Linked DNA regions of Oncorhynchus mykiss: region 2 is linked to region 1. A link is a contact called in public Hi-C data. All regions are on one chromosome and are shown on one strand. The core of a region is the stretch at or near the end of the contact, and the rest is flanking DNA. Distances in the headings are between cores, read along the strand shown. Region 1 holds the start of LOC110489673 (protein shisa-2). Region 2 holds the start of LOC110489670 (G-protein coupled receptor 12-like).

Region 1 (7,780 bases), core at 878-3,377:
TGGTGGATGTGCTGGGGGTGTCCTATTGAGGGTTGATGGGGATGGTGAAGGTGCTGGGGGTGTCCTATTGAGGGTTGATGGGGATGGTGGAGGTGCTGGGGGTGTCCTATTGAGGGTTGATGGGGATGGTGGAGGTGCTAGGGGTGTGCTATTGAGGGTTGATGGAGAAGATGGAGATGCTGGGGGTGTCCTATTGAGGGTTGATGGGATGGTGGAGGTACTGGGGGTGTGCTATTGAGGGTTGATGGGGATGGTGGAGGTGCTGGGGGTGTCCTATTGAGGGCGAAGGGAACTATTGGGAAGGGGATTCTTCATGGAGGCACATTCAGTCCTAGTTTTGTTTATTATATTATTATACATTAATATTTTACATTGCTTTAGCCTTACCGAAATCCCCCCCCCCCCCCCCTCCTTCTAATTTATTTAATTTTGTGGCTAGAGTCAAATAATTTCTGCGGCACACATCAGAGTCAAATATTTTCTATAGAACAAACTTCACGTCAGAATAGGCAACCGAAATGAATAATTATTGTATGTGTGTTATATTAAACATAGAGGAAGAAGTCAAATGTAGTCAAGCAATAAACATTTCAGACCAAGATGACGAGTTTACGAATTTTGGCAAATACATTTATTTATAGACAAATACACACTTGAAACAAAGAGCCAAACCGAAAACTGCAGACATTACTAATTCCTCCCCCGCGATCAAACCGACATAAAAATAAAATTAAACGCAGCCTAACGTGATCAGAAATCTCAACTATCACGCAATGAAGAATTGAGTGCGTGCGCGTTCACGCGAAGGGGGGGGATTCTGGCGGGGGGGAGCTGTTCGTCACAACACCTGTGCTGTGTATCCAACAGTTGCGCGCTTCTTGGTTAAATAACTTCCCTTCCTAGTTACCAAGGACGCTATTTTACAGTAGAGCATGATGGGAAATGTAGTCTTCAACATAGCCACAACTAAAGGGTGTAGTGTAGCTAGTGGGAGCTTCAGACAGGGCTGAATAGTGAAAATCAAATTACCTGAAACATAGGCCAACTATTCATCATGTCCCCAAATAAAAATATAAACAATGTAAATAAATTGCATAATTTGTCTTAATTATGGAAAAAAAATGTATACTGTCATGTGTACTAATAGTTAAAACCACCAGATGGCAATGTCATCTAACGAATGATTTTCAACTTCACTAATGTTTCAAATGTGCTCGATGATCGAACAGTATACCCACACATACAGTGGTGTAAAGTACTTAAGTAAAAATACTTTAAAGTACTACTTAAGTAGTTTTTCGTAGGGTATCTGTACTGTACTTTACTATTTATATTTTTGACAACTTTTACTTTTACTCCACTACATCCCTAAAGAAACGCAGTTATCAAGAGATCATGGTGGACTCATTAAACACAAATGCTTCCTTTGTAAAGATGTCTGAGTGTTGGAGTTTGGTCCAGGCTATCCATAAATTAGAAAAACATCACAAATCTTGCCATCTGGGTTGCTTCAAATATGGCATTTGAAATTACATATACTTCTAAATTGGATACTTATGTATATTTTAGCAAACACATTTACTTTTGATACATAAGCATATTTAAAACCAGACACTTTTAGGCTTTTACTCAAGTAGTATTTTACTGGGTGACTTTCACTTTTGCTTGAGTCATTTTCTATTAAGGTATCTTTAATTGGGTACTTTTCCCGTCACTGTACACATAGCATAATGAGGCCTATACCATAACTACTTTTGTAATTTTCTAGCTCTAGTAGAATACAACTTATTCCCAAGACCATGAACACTGAGCATGCAATAAGTAGGTAGGTAATGAGTTAGCATTCACTTGATAGGGCCTATTAATATCCAACTATGTGTGTGTGTGTGTGTGTGTGTGTGTGTGTGTGTGTGTGTGCGCGCGCGCGCGTCTTGGCCATAGTTTGTATGCACACAATTCAGTTTAAGGTGATAATGTATGAGTGAGAGCTACTCTCGGCCAGCAGTCAATACGTCCACTCCATTCAACAATCGGGCCTTCCATTGTGCGCGCAGGGGTCCCAAGGGGGTAACCACACCCAACACCGCACGGGGGCTACCCTCGGAAAGCGGAGGGGCTCTTCAGAACTGAGCGCAGTGACACTTGTTCACACTGACAACTGGCTGGCTGGCTGAGCACTGAAAAGTCTAGGAACATGTCAGTGACCAATGCGCAAGCGGAAGTTTAACTGTTGCCCACCTTTCATTGAAACTGGACACGCTGGTTCGAAGCACTCTCGCCCTAGATGGACTCGGACTGGGAGGCAGTACTGTATGAATGGGTGCAAAATTGATATCTCTTGCACAGATCTTTCTGACGTAGACTATCCACAAGAAACCGTGAATAACGTGCTCTTTTCGAATTTAGTCTCATGGTCTAGTTTCCTATATGTTAGTCTACTGTAGAAACGTTTGGAGGAGTTAATCGACATGCATTAGAAGAGGAGAAACAACTTGCTGGGCTGGTGAACTGGACAGAAGAAGATTTCGCGAGGACACTCGCAGGGCGCGTATGGATTACATGTAAAACCAGTGTTGGTTTCGCTGCTATTTGGGGGAAAGTCATCCGAGAAGTGCATTTTCAGGAGACCATGGACAGCCTCGCTTCCGTGCTAGAGGGATTCGGTTCAGCCTGGATTGATGTTTCCCGGGACTCGAAGAGCTCACAGCCGTGGAATGGAGAGTGAAATAAGCTCTATGAAAAAATAGGCTATTTATAATATTGGTGTGAAATGTATTTATGTTCTGGGTATCATGGTTTATTTCCCCAACAATCGTAAATAAACTACTTGGAATCTAGTGATACACTTCGAATAGATACTTTTAAAAGGAGCGCTTTGGTGACACATGTATGGATCTATTGAATTAGGCTATGCACGGAATTCAACTGTCAAATGACAGTTTTAAAGACGTTTTGTTTTGTTTCCACTTTGTCGCCACTATCTCTTTAATTTCATCCATCCACCGTATCACTCCATTAACCAGGTTAGAGCCGTAGAGAAAGATAAATAAACCCCCTGTCTCTTATAGCGCGCCCACACGGGTACAGGGGTCGGGATGTGGGGTGGCCGAGGTCTCCCAATGTCTGTCACCGTGGTTGTAACTCTACTCCTGGTTATTATTGACGTTAAGGCGAGTGGAGAATACTGTCACGGTTGGCATGACACCCAGGGCACCTGGAGAGAGGGCTTCCAGTGCCCGGAGAAGTTTGATGGTGAGGATGCCATCATCTGCTGCGGGAAATGCGAGCTCCGGTACTGCTGCTCCAGCACTGACGCACGACTGGACCAGGGGACTTGTGAAAACGACAAGCAAGCCCAGGAACCGGGCACCAACAGCAAGGAGAACAAGGATACGGGCGCAGGTAAGAACTCTGTCTCTCTGTCTGGCCCAGCACGGTCAGCTTTAGGGGCCATAGCAGCTCTGCCTTAAGGCTGCACAGCTCTCATTGTCTGCTCAAAATTATAATGTATTTTATAAATTAGATTTCATACTGGTCTAGTTGAAATTGTTTAACTTAATTGTTATACACCAGCAATATTGCATTTCCAAGTAGTTGAGAGCGAGACAGAAAGTGTGGGCCTAATTGCCTAAGTTTAAATGTTAGGCTACACTGGCCCAAGACTAGAACAAATGACACAGGTCTAATTTAAGTTGGAGGTATGGGGTTCTTCATTATTTCAAACATTTCGGTATGTTCTAGTTTTTCCAAACACTATCTCTATCTGGGATCTTAACAATCGCTTCAGTTGGCAGCGACAGCTGCAGAGGAGTTTGCCTGGCTACCCAGACTCCCTACTCCGGCCAAACGCTACGCCACGCCCACGGATATTAGTTTCTTCTCTGTAACGAGTCTGGATCCGAGTACCCCCAACGCTTCACCAAACGTGAAAACATTCGGGGCAGTCTGATTGGTCAAGGAACCGATGGGTTGGGCCAGAGCCAGAACACACTTGTGTAAAACAGGACTTTGAAAACTCTAACCACTAGGCTACCTGCCGCCCCTACGCTCTAACCACTAGGCTACCTGCCACCCATACACCCTAACCACTAGGCTACCTGCCTCCATCTATTTAAGCACTTGACTCCAGCACATGCCTCAGCAGACGCTGGTTCATGCACGTCGATGTGCCCTTGAACAAGGCACTTAACCCCAATTGCTCCTGTAAATTGCTCAGGATAAGAGCATCTGCTAAATGACTAAATGTATGTTTCAATGCTCGCGCATGCAACGTGGCAGGTGAGGGTTGCATGAGTATTTCGGCTACAGAGACAGTGGACACCAGAAAGTGCCCACTCACTCACAAATGGCAAATTGTGCTGCGTTGCGTTATAAATAGCTGTGTTTGTTCTAGCTCTAACAAAAGCGCGCGCCGCAGGGAATGCAGAGCAGGAGCTCTGTCCCCATGAGGATCATGTTTGGACTTGACCGGATCTTTAGGGCAGTGGTTCGCAACGGCGCTGACAGCTCTGTTCATAAAAACAAATCGCGATATGGATCATTTCCCCGCGCTTGCGTGTTGATTTCCATCCAGAACACCTCGAGAGTGGGGATCCCTTGAGTGTTCCTGAAGTTAGCTGAGCTAAAGTGACGTCTGTTTGTCTGGTTACCTTCACATGATTTTCTGCGGCTGGCCTTTTTATGTTGCGGATGACTAGGGTGTCCATATAACCCATTGCCACGGAACGGAAGCCCCTAATAATGTCACATTGTAGCCTCATCTCAGGTTTAGTAGTGATTTAGTATTAATAATTGGGTGTGATTGGAAGAACAGATGTCATAACTCTTCATAATTTGTATTGAAAGTAGATTTGCTGAAATATTTAAAGGTCTGAACTGGTATTAGGTCTTAATCTCTTGTTTCCAACATGTTTCCATCTTTTTCATAACATCAGAGTTTATAGGAAGAAAAGAGAAATTACATCATTTAATTATGCAAAATGAGAGGCACATTTACTAAGACTCCAAAATCTTGCAACGGTAATTTTTCATAGAAAAATGAATAGTTATCTAGACTTAGTCCAGATATTGAAAGATATGCATCAACAGAGCATGCCTTTCTTGTAGAGTAACCTACAGTATGCTTCTCTCTTGGCATTTGTTGAAACAATCATCCCTTATCACTCCAGAAAGAGCTATTTACATTTTTCATACAGTGGACAGCGGCCAAAATAACTAAAAGTATGGAGGGTTTTTCTCCCAAGAGCCAAAAAGGAAGTATTTTGTCGTGCAAGGCACCGTTTGTACATTTTATACATTGTTCATCTACAGGGCAACCTATTAATCATGAAGCAAAGATACACACAGCCACGTCAATGAATAACCCTGAGGAGGATATTATATATGCATTAAGAACAACAAACAGAGCGTAACATTCAACATTAAGGAACATGTGTGGATTTCAGGAAAGGAGAGGACCCCTGGAATTATCTTGCCGGCGAGATATTTAAACTGACACTGTTGCTGTTCAGTAGGAAATAGGTCATGGTCTCAGATTATTGATGTCGTAGTGTCTCAGCTTCTACCTCTTCTGTACTCTATCTAGACTAAATCTAGTCTAGTCAGCTGTTCAAATCAAATAACATTTTATTTGTCACATGTGCTGAATACAACAGTTGTAGACTTACAAGCCCTCAACCAATAATGCAGTTCAAGAAATATAGTTAAGGAAATATTTACTAAATAAAATAAAGTAAAAAATAAAATAAAAAGTAACAATAAAATAACAATAACAAGGTAATGCAGGTTAGTTGAGGTCATTTGTACATGTAGGTAGGGGTAAAGTGACTATGCATAGATAATAAACAGCGAGTACATGTAGGTAGGGGTAAAGTGACTATGCATAGATAATAAACAGTGAGTACATGTAGGTAGGGGTAAAGTGACTATGCATAGATAATAAACAGCGAGTACATGTAGGTAGGGGTAAAGTGACTATGCATAGATAATAAACAGTGAGTACATGTAGGTAGGGGTAAAGTGACTATGCATAGATAATAAACAGTGAGTACATGTAGGTAGGGGTAAAGTGACTATGCATAGATAATAAACAGTGAGTACATGTAGGTAGGGGTAAAGTGACTATGCATAGATAATAAACAGTGAGTACATGTAGGTAGGGGTAAAGTGACTATGCATAGATAATAAACAGTGAGTACATGTAGGTAGGGGTAAAGTGACTATGCATAGATAATAAACAGTGAGTACATGTAGGTAGGGGTAAAGTGACTATGCATAGATAATAAACAGCGAGTACATGTAGGTAGGGGTAAAGTGACTATGCATAGATAATAAACAGTGAGTACATGTAGGTAGGGGTAAAGTGACTATGCATAGATAATAAACAGTGAGTACATGTAGGTAGGGGTAAAGTGACTATGCATAGATAATAAACAGTGAGTACATGTAGGTAGGGGTAAAGTGACTATGCATAGATAATAAACAGTGAGTACATGTAGGTAGGGGTAAAGTGACTATGCATAGATAATAAACAGTGAGTACATGTAGGTAGGGGTAAAGTGACTATGCATAGATAATAAACAGTGAGTACATGTAGGTAGGGGTAAAGTGACTATGCATAGATAATAAACAGTGAGTACATGTAGGTAGGGGTAAAGTGACTATGCATAGATAATAAACAGTGAGTACATGTAGGTAGGGGTAAAGTGACTATGCATAGATACATTTAAATACAAAAATAGAAAACAAATGGACAGTACAACTTTCATAACAGTTACAGTTGAAGTCGGAAGTTTACATACACCTCAGCCAAATACATTTAAACTCAGTTTTTCACAATTCCTGCCATTTAATCCTAGTAAAAATTCCCTGTCTTAGGACAGTTAGGATCACCACTTTATTTTCAGAATGTGAAATGTCAGAATAATAGTAGAGAGAATGATTCAAACACACCTGGCTGGGTGGTGCCAGAATTACAACCTATCCCTCAATGTAACCAAGACTAAGGTGATGATTGTGGACTACAGGAAAAGGAGCACCGAGCACGTCCCTATTCTCATCGACGGGGCTGTAGTGGAGCAGGTTCAGAGCTTCAAATTCCTTGGTGTTCACATCACCAACAAACTAGAATGGTCCAAACACACCAAGACAGTCGTGAAGAGGGCACGACAAAGCCTATTCCCCCTCAGGAAAATAAAAAGATTTGGCATGGGTCCTGAGATCCTCAAAAGGTTCTACAGCTGCAACATCGAGAGCATCACTGGTTGCATCACTGCCTGGTACGGCAATTGCTCGGCCTCCGACATTATGGCCAAACAGTTCTATTTTTGTTTCATCAGACCAGAGAACATTTCTCCAAAAAGTACGATCTCTGTCCCCATGTGCAGTTGCAAACAGTAGTCTGGCTTTTTTATGGCGGTTTTGGAGCAGTGGCTTCTTCCTTGCTGAGAACCTTTCAGGTTCTGTCGATATAGGATTTGTTTTACTGTGGATATAGATACTTTTGTACCTGCTTCCTCCAGCATCTTCACAATGGGCGGCAGGTAGCCTAGTGGCCTAGTGTTTAGAGCGTTGGACTAGTAACCGAAAGGAAGCAAGATCGAATCCCAGAGCTGACAAGGTTAAAAATCTGTCGTTCTGCCCCTGAACAAAGCAGGCCCCTGAACAATGTTCCTGGGTCGTCATTGAAAATAAGAATTTGTTAATAACTGACTTGCCTAGTTAAATAAAGGTCATTAAAAATACAATAAAAAGGTCCTTTGCTGTTGTTCTGGGATTGATT
Region 2 (6,963 bases), core at 1,829-4,328, 180 kb after region 1:
GGGGGTGACTGATGCCTCGTAGTCGTTGCTCATTTTGGCCCGTCTGGAAACACACGCGCTATTATTATAAGAGATCACACACGCACACGTGAATCCATCCATACAAACACACACACACAAATAAACACACTATGTGAGATCACACACACACTCTTCATTTAAGAAGCCACACAGACATGAGGGAGTGAAGATCATACATTCATCGAGGACTTTAGTATCCTGGAATCCATCTACTCACACAAACATGCACATTCTACTTGTATCTTATTTATTTTGAAAAAGTATTCAGACCCCTTCCCCTTTTCCACATTTTGTTACATTACAGCCTTATTCTAAAATTAATACAAGTAAATGTTTTCCTCATCAATCTACACACAATTCACCATAATGACAAAACAAATGTTTGCAAATCTATCAACAATATATATATATATATATATATATATATCTTATTTACATCAGTATTCAGACCCTTTGCTTTGAGACTCAAAATTGAGCTCAGGTGCATCCTGTTTCCATTGATCATCCTTGAGATGTTTCTACAACTTTATTAGAGTCCACCTGAAGTAAATTTAATTGATTGGACATGATTTGGAAAGGCACACACCTTTCTATACAAGGTCCAACAGTTGACAGTGGATGTCAGAGCAAAAACCAATCCAAGAGGTTGAAAGAACTGTCCGTAGAGCTCCGAGACAGGATTGTGTCGAGGCACAGATCTGGGGAAGGGTACCAAAACATTTATGCAGCATTGAAGGTCCCCAAGAACTCAATGGCCTCCATCATACTAAAATGGAAGAAGTTTGGAACCACCAAGACTTCCTAGAACTGGTTGCCCAGGCTGAACTGAGCAATTGGGGGAGAAGGACCTTTGTCAGGGAAGTGACCAAGAACCCAATGTTCACTCTGGCAGAGCTCCAGAGTTCATCTGTGGAGATGGGAGAACCTTCCAGAAGGATATCCATCTCTGCAGCACTCCACCAAGCAGGCCTTTATGGTACAGTGTCCAGACGGAAGCCACTCCTCAGTAAAAGGCACATGATAGCCCTCTTGGAGTTTGCCAAAAGGTACCTAAAGGACTCTCTGACCACGAGAAACAAGATTCTCTGGTCTGATGAAACCAAGATTGAACTCTTTGGCCTGAATACCAAGCGTCACGTCTGGAGGAAACCTGGCACCATCCCTACGGTGAAGCATGGTGGTGGCAGCATCATGCTGTGGGGATGTTTTTCAGTGGCAGGGAGTCAGGATCGAGGGAAAGATGAACGGAGCAAAGTACAGTGAGACCCTTGATGAAAACCTGCTCCAGAGCTCTCAGGACCTCAGACTGGGATGAAGGTTCGCCTTCCAAAAGGACAATGACCCTAAGCACACAGCCAAGACAATGCAGGAGTGACTTCAGGACAAGTCTCTGAATGTCCTTCAGTGGCCTAGCCAGAGCCCAGACTTGATCCTGATCGCACATCTCTGGAAAGACCTGAAAACAGCTGTGCAGCGATGCTCCCCATCCAACCTGACAGAGCTTGAGAGGATCTCTAGAGAAGAATGGGAGAAACTCCCCAAATACAGGTGTTCCAAGCTTGTAGCGTCATACCCAAGAAGACTCGAGGCAGTAATCATTGCCAAAGGTTCTTCAACAAAGTACTGAGTCAATATGATACATTTGCAAACATTTCTAAAAACCAGTTTTTGCTTTTTCATTATGGGGTGTTGTGTGTAGATTCATGAGGAACAGTTTTTATTTAAGCCATTTTAGAATAAGGCTGTAACATAACAAAATGTGAAAAAGTCAAGGGGTCTGAATACTTTCCGAATGCACTGTAAATAACATCTCAAATGTATTGTGTCCTATCTGATACAAATTGAAACAACAACACACACTATAACTTGCCGTTGTGGTATGGAGTAGCCTTGTGGTGCTTACCAATAGGCTCCATATAAAGTCTAATTAAAAACTGTAAAAAATCATCAGTAAATGTATAATAAGTAAATAATAGGCCTAAATATGAAAATACAAACCATGTAATAGGAAGCCTAAAAGACATGCATCTTTACACTATGCACACATACAGTATATACAGGGATGTTATTGATAAGCCTGTCTTTACCAAACCTCTGATTGCCTGCACTCTTAGAAAAAAGAGTTCCAAAAGGATTCCTTGTCTGTCCCCAGGTAGAACCCTCTGTGGAAAGAACCAACATGGGTTCTTCAAAGGGTTCTCCTATGGGGACAGCCTAAGAACCGTTTTAGGTTCTAGATAGCACCTTTTTTCTAAGAGTGTGGGGACTGAAAGGTCTATCAATAACCTTCCAGGTGTTGTGCCGAAAATCTCCCCCCTGCCCGAATCGCCCCTTCTAATTTCCTTAATTTTGTGGCTAGTCAGGCGCGGGCGCTGAAGGGTGGGGGTGGGGGGGGGGAGCCAAACCGAAAACTGCAGACAAAAATGCTTTCTGCTACTAAGATCAGTGAAATGTAGACTAAACTGACAAAGGAGTGAAGAGCAGAAATCTCAACTAGCAAGCAAGTCGCATCAATGAAGAACGCGAAGAGGGGGGATGATTGTGGCAGGGGGGGATATTTCAGCACATCAACCGTACCGGTTATAACTCACACCACCAAGTGTCTGTTTTGCAATAACGCAAAAAAGACGCTTTCCGAATCCTGGTCCTTTGTAGCCCTCTCATACATTCTCATTAGTCTCACCACTAATGTTTTACCATCTATGGTTCTTCCAAATGCACTGCCAGGTTGCAGTAACAATAGCCCGCCCGTCCATTCATTCATCCATTCATCTACCGCTATCCACAGCCTACCTAGACTCTGATGTTCGGTCTAGGCAAAAGTGCGTCCTTGCTGTATTTCCATGATACGCAATTGATAACGTTGGCGGCAGGTGCGGTGCCTGGATCAGATGGAGATGCAGCAGTAGCATCGGGGGATGGGTCTTTGCTGCTCTGAGTCCCAAACGGGCCAGACTCGGAGACGGGTCCTGTTTGTTCAATAGGCTACCCCCTACCGGAAGAAGAGGCAGCAACAGCTCAATACCAGGACTTATCCGTATGTCTGCACGCACTGCCCAAGGACAGAGACAGATAGGAGTGTGGTGCGCAACTCTCTGCGTGTGTTCGTGAATGGCGTACCGGACACCCCTGTGGGTCATCGGTTTATTAAAACAAATATATATATATATATATATTATAAGAAATAATTTTGACAGTAACCCTCCAAAAAAGTATTCATAAACATTTTTAATTTCTATATGTAGCCTACTATGAAGCTAAGTATTTGTTTCTTGGGCTTCAAGAATGTGACTCATCAAAGTGCCTTAAGCTTTGGAAAACATATAGGCCTAATTGAACTGATTGAAAGTAAGGGGACATCCGTAAACAAATGCTGTCGTCAAGGCTACACTGGCGCCAGTGCAATAAGTGGAGTTTATGTTTTCAATGCGCATTTCAGACTGAGAGCATAATGCTTCGTTCTAAGGTAGTTCTTTATGAGTTTAGTTTAGAAAATGATCTCTCCGGAGAAGCGACAGTTAGAGAGATGGTTAAAAACAACTTGATTGCCAATGCAACATCAACAACTGGGCAGAATGGAGTGGTGGTTCAAATACAGCAATTCTGCAACATCTTTAATTGAGCCTCCCGCATTCTCCTTAACAACACCTGTTTCAACACGTCACATAAATCGATTAATTGTAGGCATATATGAACTTCTGGGACAGGTCGTCTGTATACTGGACAGCCAATACATTGGAAGATGCAAATATCAGCAGTCCTTTATCTCTGGTATATCTAGTCATGCATCATTCAAGACTACGTTTAAATTGTGTGCTGCTTAATGAACATATAATTCACAAATTAATGCCTCAGGAGGATTTAAGAAGACCAGGGGAGTATCTCAAGTTAGATTTTCATGAATTTACCTTGATTGCAGCCCATGTGTGTAGTTCAACAATAAATAGTGGCTAAATGTATGACTACGTTTTCCTCATTGTTAGACTATTTGATGTATAATTTGTATAAAAAATGTATAAATATAAGCTTAATGTCGGCTGAATAGTGTATAGATAGTAGGCTACACTGCGTAATGAAACAATCCATACTAAGCTAGTGTTTTGAGGGTGGACTGTAGTATTTGGCATTAATAGACGGGTTTTTGCTAAACAACTTTCTATCCAAGCTGGGAGGAGGCTCAAGGATGGCTCATGTCATATAGGTTCAGATAGGCTATACAGGACAGTTGAATAATTAGTATGCTTTGGATCGAACATTTATTTTACAATATGCAATGTTTGAATTTCCAACTTTAAAGATGAACTATGCAAAAAAAATAGTTAGCCTATTTTCAGATTATATGACAAAACAAGAGTTTCGTGTAGAGAATCGTTGTACCATCTAAACCGCTGTGAAATATATTTTCCAAAACCAAAATTGTATTTTCAGATGTTTCGAAGCTGGTGTACAAAACCGAAAGTAAAAGATGCAAAAGGTAACTTAAGCACAGGAAGCGTAGAAATAGCGCATGTAGACCAGATAACCTAGTGGTTAGCGCATTGGGTTAGTTACTGAACGGTTGCTGGATCGAATCTCCGAGCTGACGAGGGGAAAATCTGTCGTTCTGCCGCTGAGCGAGGCAGTTAACCCGCTGTTCCCCGTGCGCCGAAGAAGTGGATGTCGATTATGACAGCCCCCGCACCTCTCTTATTCAGATGTGTTGGGTTAAATGCGGAAGACACATGTCAGTTGAATGCATTCAGTTGTACAACTGTCTAGATATCCCCCTTTCCAGATCTACCGCTTCTTAGACTTGCTTTCAATGAGAATGACATATCTATAATTCACATTTCTATGTGAATTTGGTTGGTTGCCCAAAAAGTTACATATTGTGTAACAGTACAAATTTAGACCGTCCCCTCGCCCATACCCGGGCGCGAACTAGGGACCTTCTGCACACATCAACAGTCACCCTCGAAGCATCGTTACCCATCGCTCCACAAAAGCCGCGGCCCTTGCAGAGCAAGGGGAACTACTACTTCAAGGTCTCAGAGCAAGTGACGTCACTGATTGAAACGCTATTTAGCGCCCACGCTAACTAAGCTAGCCGTTTCACATCCGTTACACTTGCAGCTTTAATTACTGAACAATTAATTACATTTTTGACGTCAGCCAGCAGTCTAAATAATGGCAGCCTTGTGACACCTTGTATAGTTTTGTGAAATGTTAGGCTTAACGTGAGAAAATGAACTCTGACTTTGCAGGGGTCCATAGAAACTGCATTAGGCAAATGCCAGTGTCTTTCTCTTTTTTTAAGTGAAGGGACGGGTTATGGTTGGTTACCAGGGTGTGGTATCACCATTTCCATTTCCTGCAGATGTGTGAGACAGGGTTGGGGTTCATTCTGACTTGGGCTGCAAATTGCTCTTTAATTCTAATTCAATTGAATTTTAATTGGCCACACCCCAAAGTAAAAATATTTTTAATTGAATGAAAGGAAGTCGAATTTAATTAAATTAATTTTAATTTAAATTAATTATTCACCATAGTAATGTTTATTTTGACATCATGTAGCCTATGGTTACCAATACCATTTAGCATAAGGTTGAAACATTACCTTTTTTAAACTCATTAGTGGTCACATTCTAAGATCATGTTGGGGGTTGTCTATGATTATATTATTTAAATAATTTCCCAGAATGCATTAGATCAAACTGCAGTATGGAACGGAACACTAACATCTCATGACAAGGAAAAAAACACATTGAATTATAATCAAGATAGTATGCTATTTGAAATGGTATGTGTATTCATTGCATTAATAAGTGACATATCTTTTTGATAAGATTTGTCAAATGAGACTTTCATGTTTCACATCTCAGTTGAATTGTTTTGAATTAAATTCTACTTCCTACAATTCAAAATGAATTAATTTTAATTAATGATGTGGCCAGTGAAACTTTGCATCTGAAAGTCCAATATCTTGAAAATGTAACTGCTTACATGCAAAACATTTTGGGCCCATATCAACAGTGGACTAATGAAAATATGAACATATATTTTTTTATTTTCCCTTTAATTCATTTTCTTCAGTTCTATAATGATGGCATGTAGTTTTGATGTGGAGCGCTTCTCTCCACTTCCAAGCCCCCCGTGGATTGCTATTCTGGGCATGTCTACTCTAACTACAATCTGTGTCAGCCACCACCTCCTCCCAATTCTCATCCCTCCATCTTCTGTCTGCCCTTATCCCACTATTCCAAACCACTCTCGGTTTCTCTGTGCTCTAGGGCCTTCGCTTTCAATCAATAAAAGGAAATACATTTGCAATATATTCCCATTGAGTAATACACTCAGATCAGTGATAAAGTATTTATTCAGATGTCTCTATAGGTGGCTAGTCTCCTACAATGAGCTGCCCTAGCATAATCCAGCCCTGTTGTTGTTAAGGGAACAGTGGGTGGGCTAGGCTGCAGCATCATGACTGGGGGTGTGAATGGATTAAAAATAGACTGCTATTGTGCTGTTGCAGTATGAACCTATAGTGACCAGGTACAACCACTGAGGGGCAGTGCTGAGTATAGATGAGTCATCAGTGTGCAGCAGGAACCTGTTTGCGTTACACACACACACTATTTATTAGCTTTTATTAATTTTTCTTTAAAACAGAAAATGAACATTTCACAATGACCATTTCTCAAGCAAACCCTCACATAAACCTTTCCAACACCTACAAAAAGGTATCAAAAGTGCTCCATAGTGTCAATACATGTTCTTCTCAAGGTTTTACGTTTTTTCCTCCCTATGATAATATCATCTTATTCTTCTAATAATATTTATACAAATACCACATTTTGTACACGGTAGAAATACACGACCCAAACATCCCACACTTGGAACACTCGCCTCCACCCTCCTACTTCATGCAGTAAACTGGTCTACTCTGACTGGGCCCCAGCTAGG

The links. Hi-C and Micro-C count contacts between places; a contact is called where the count stands out from the background.
Region 2: a contact with region 1 is called in a Hi-C map of liver, with 4 times the contacts expected there. The contact joins the promoter of LOC110489670 here to the promoter of LOC110489673 in region 1. A contact is called at or near these places in 2 of 3 Hi-C or Micro-C datasets (blood and liver).

The regions. Positions count from the first base shown.
Region 1 is chr15:14,903,250-14,911,029 of USDA_OmykA_1.1, forward strand. It overlaps LOC110489673 (protein shisa-2), which reads left to right and starts at 2,128. Exons shown (of 2, transcript XM_021562427.2): 1 at 2,128-3,402. The coding sequence starts at 3,096.
Region 2 is chr15:15,085,131-15,092,093 of USDA_OmykA_1.1, forward strand. It overlaps LOC110489670 (G-protein coupled receptor 12-like), which reads right to left and starts at 3,079. Exons shown (of 2, transcript XM_021562424.2): 1 at 2,815-3,079; 2 at 1-43. The coding sequence starts at 2,933. LOC110489668 (ubiquitin carboxyl-terminal hydrolase 12) reads right to left here. Exons shown (of 9, transcript XM_021562421.2): 9 at 6,631-6,963.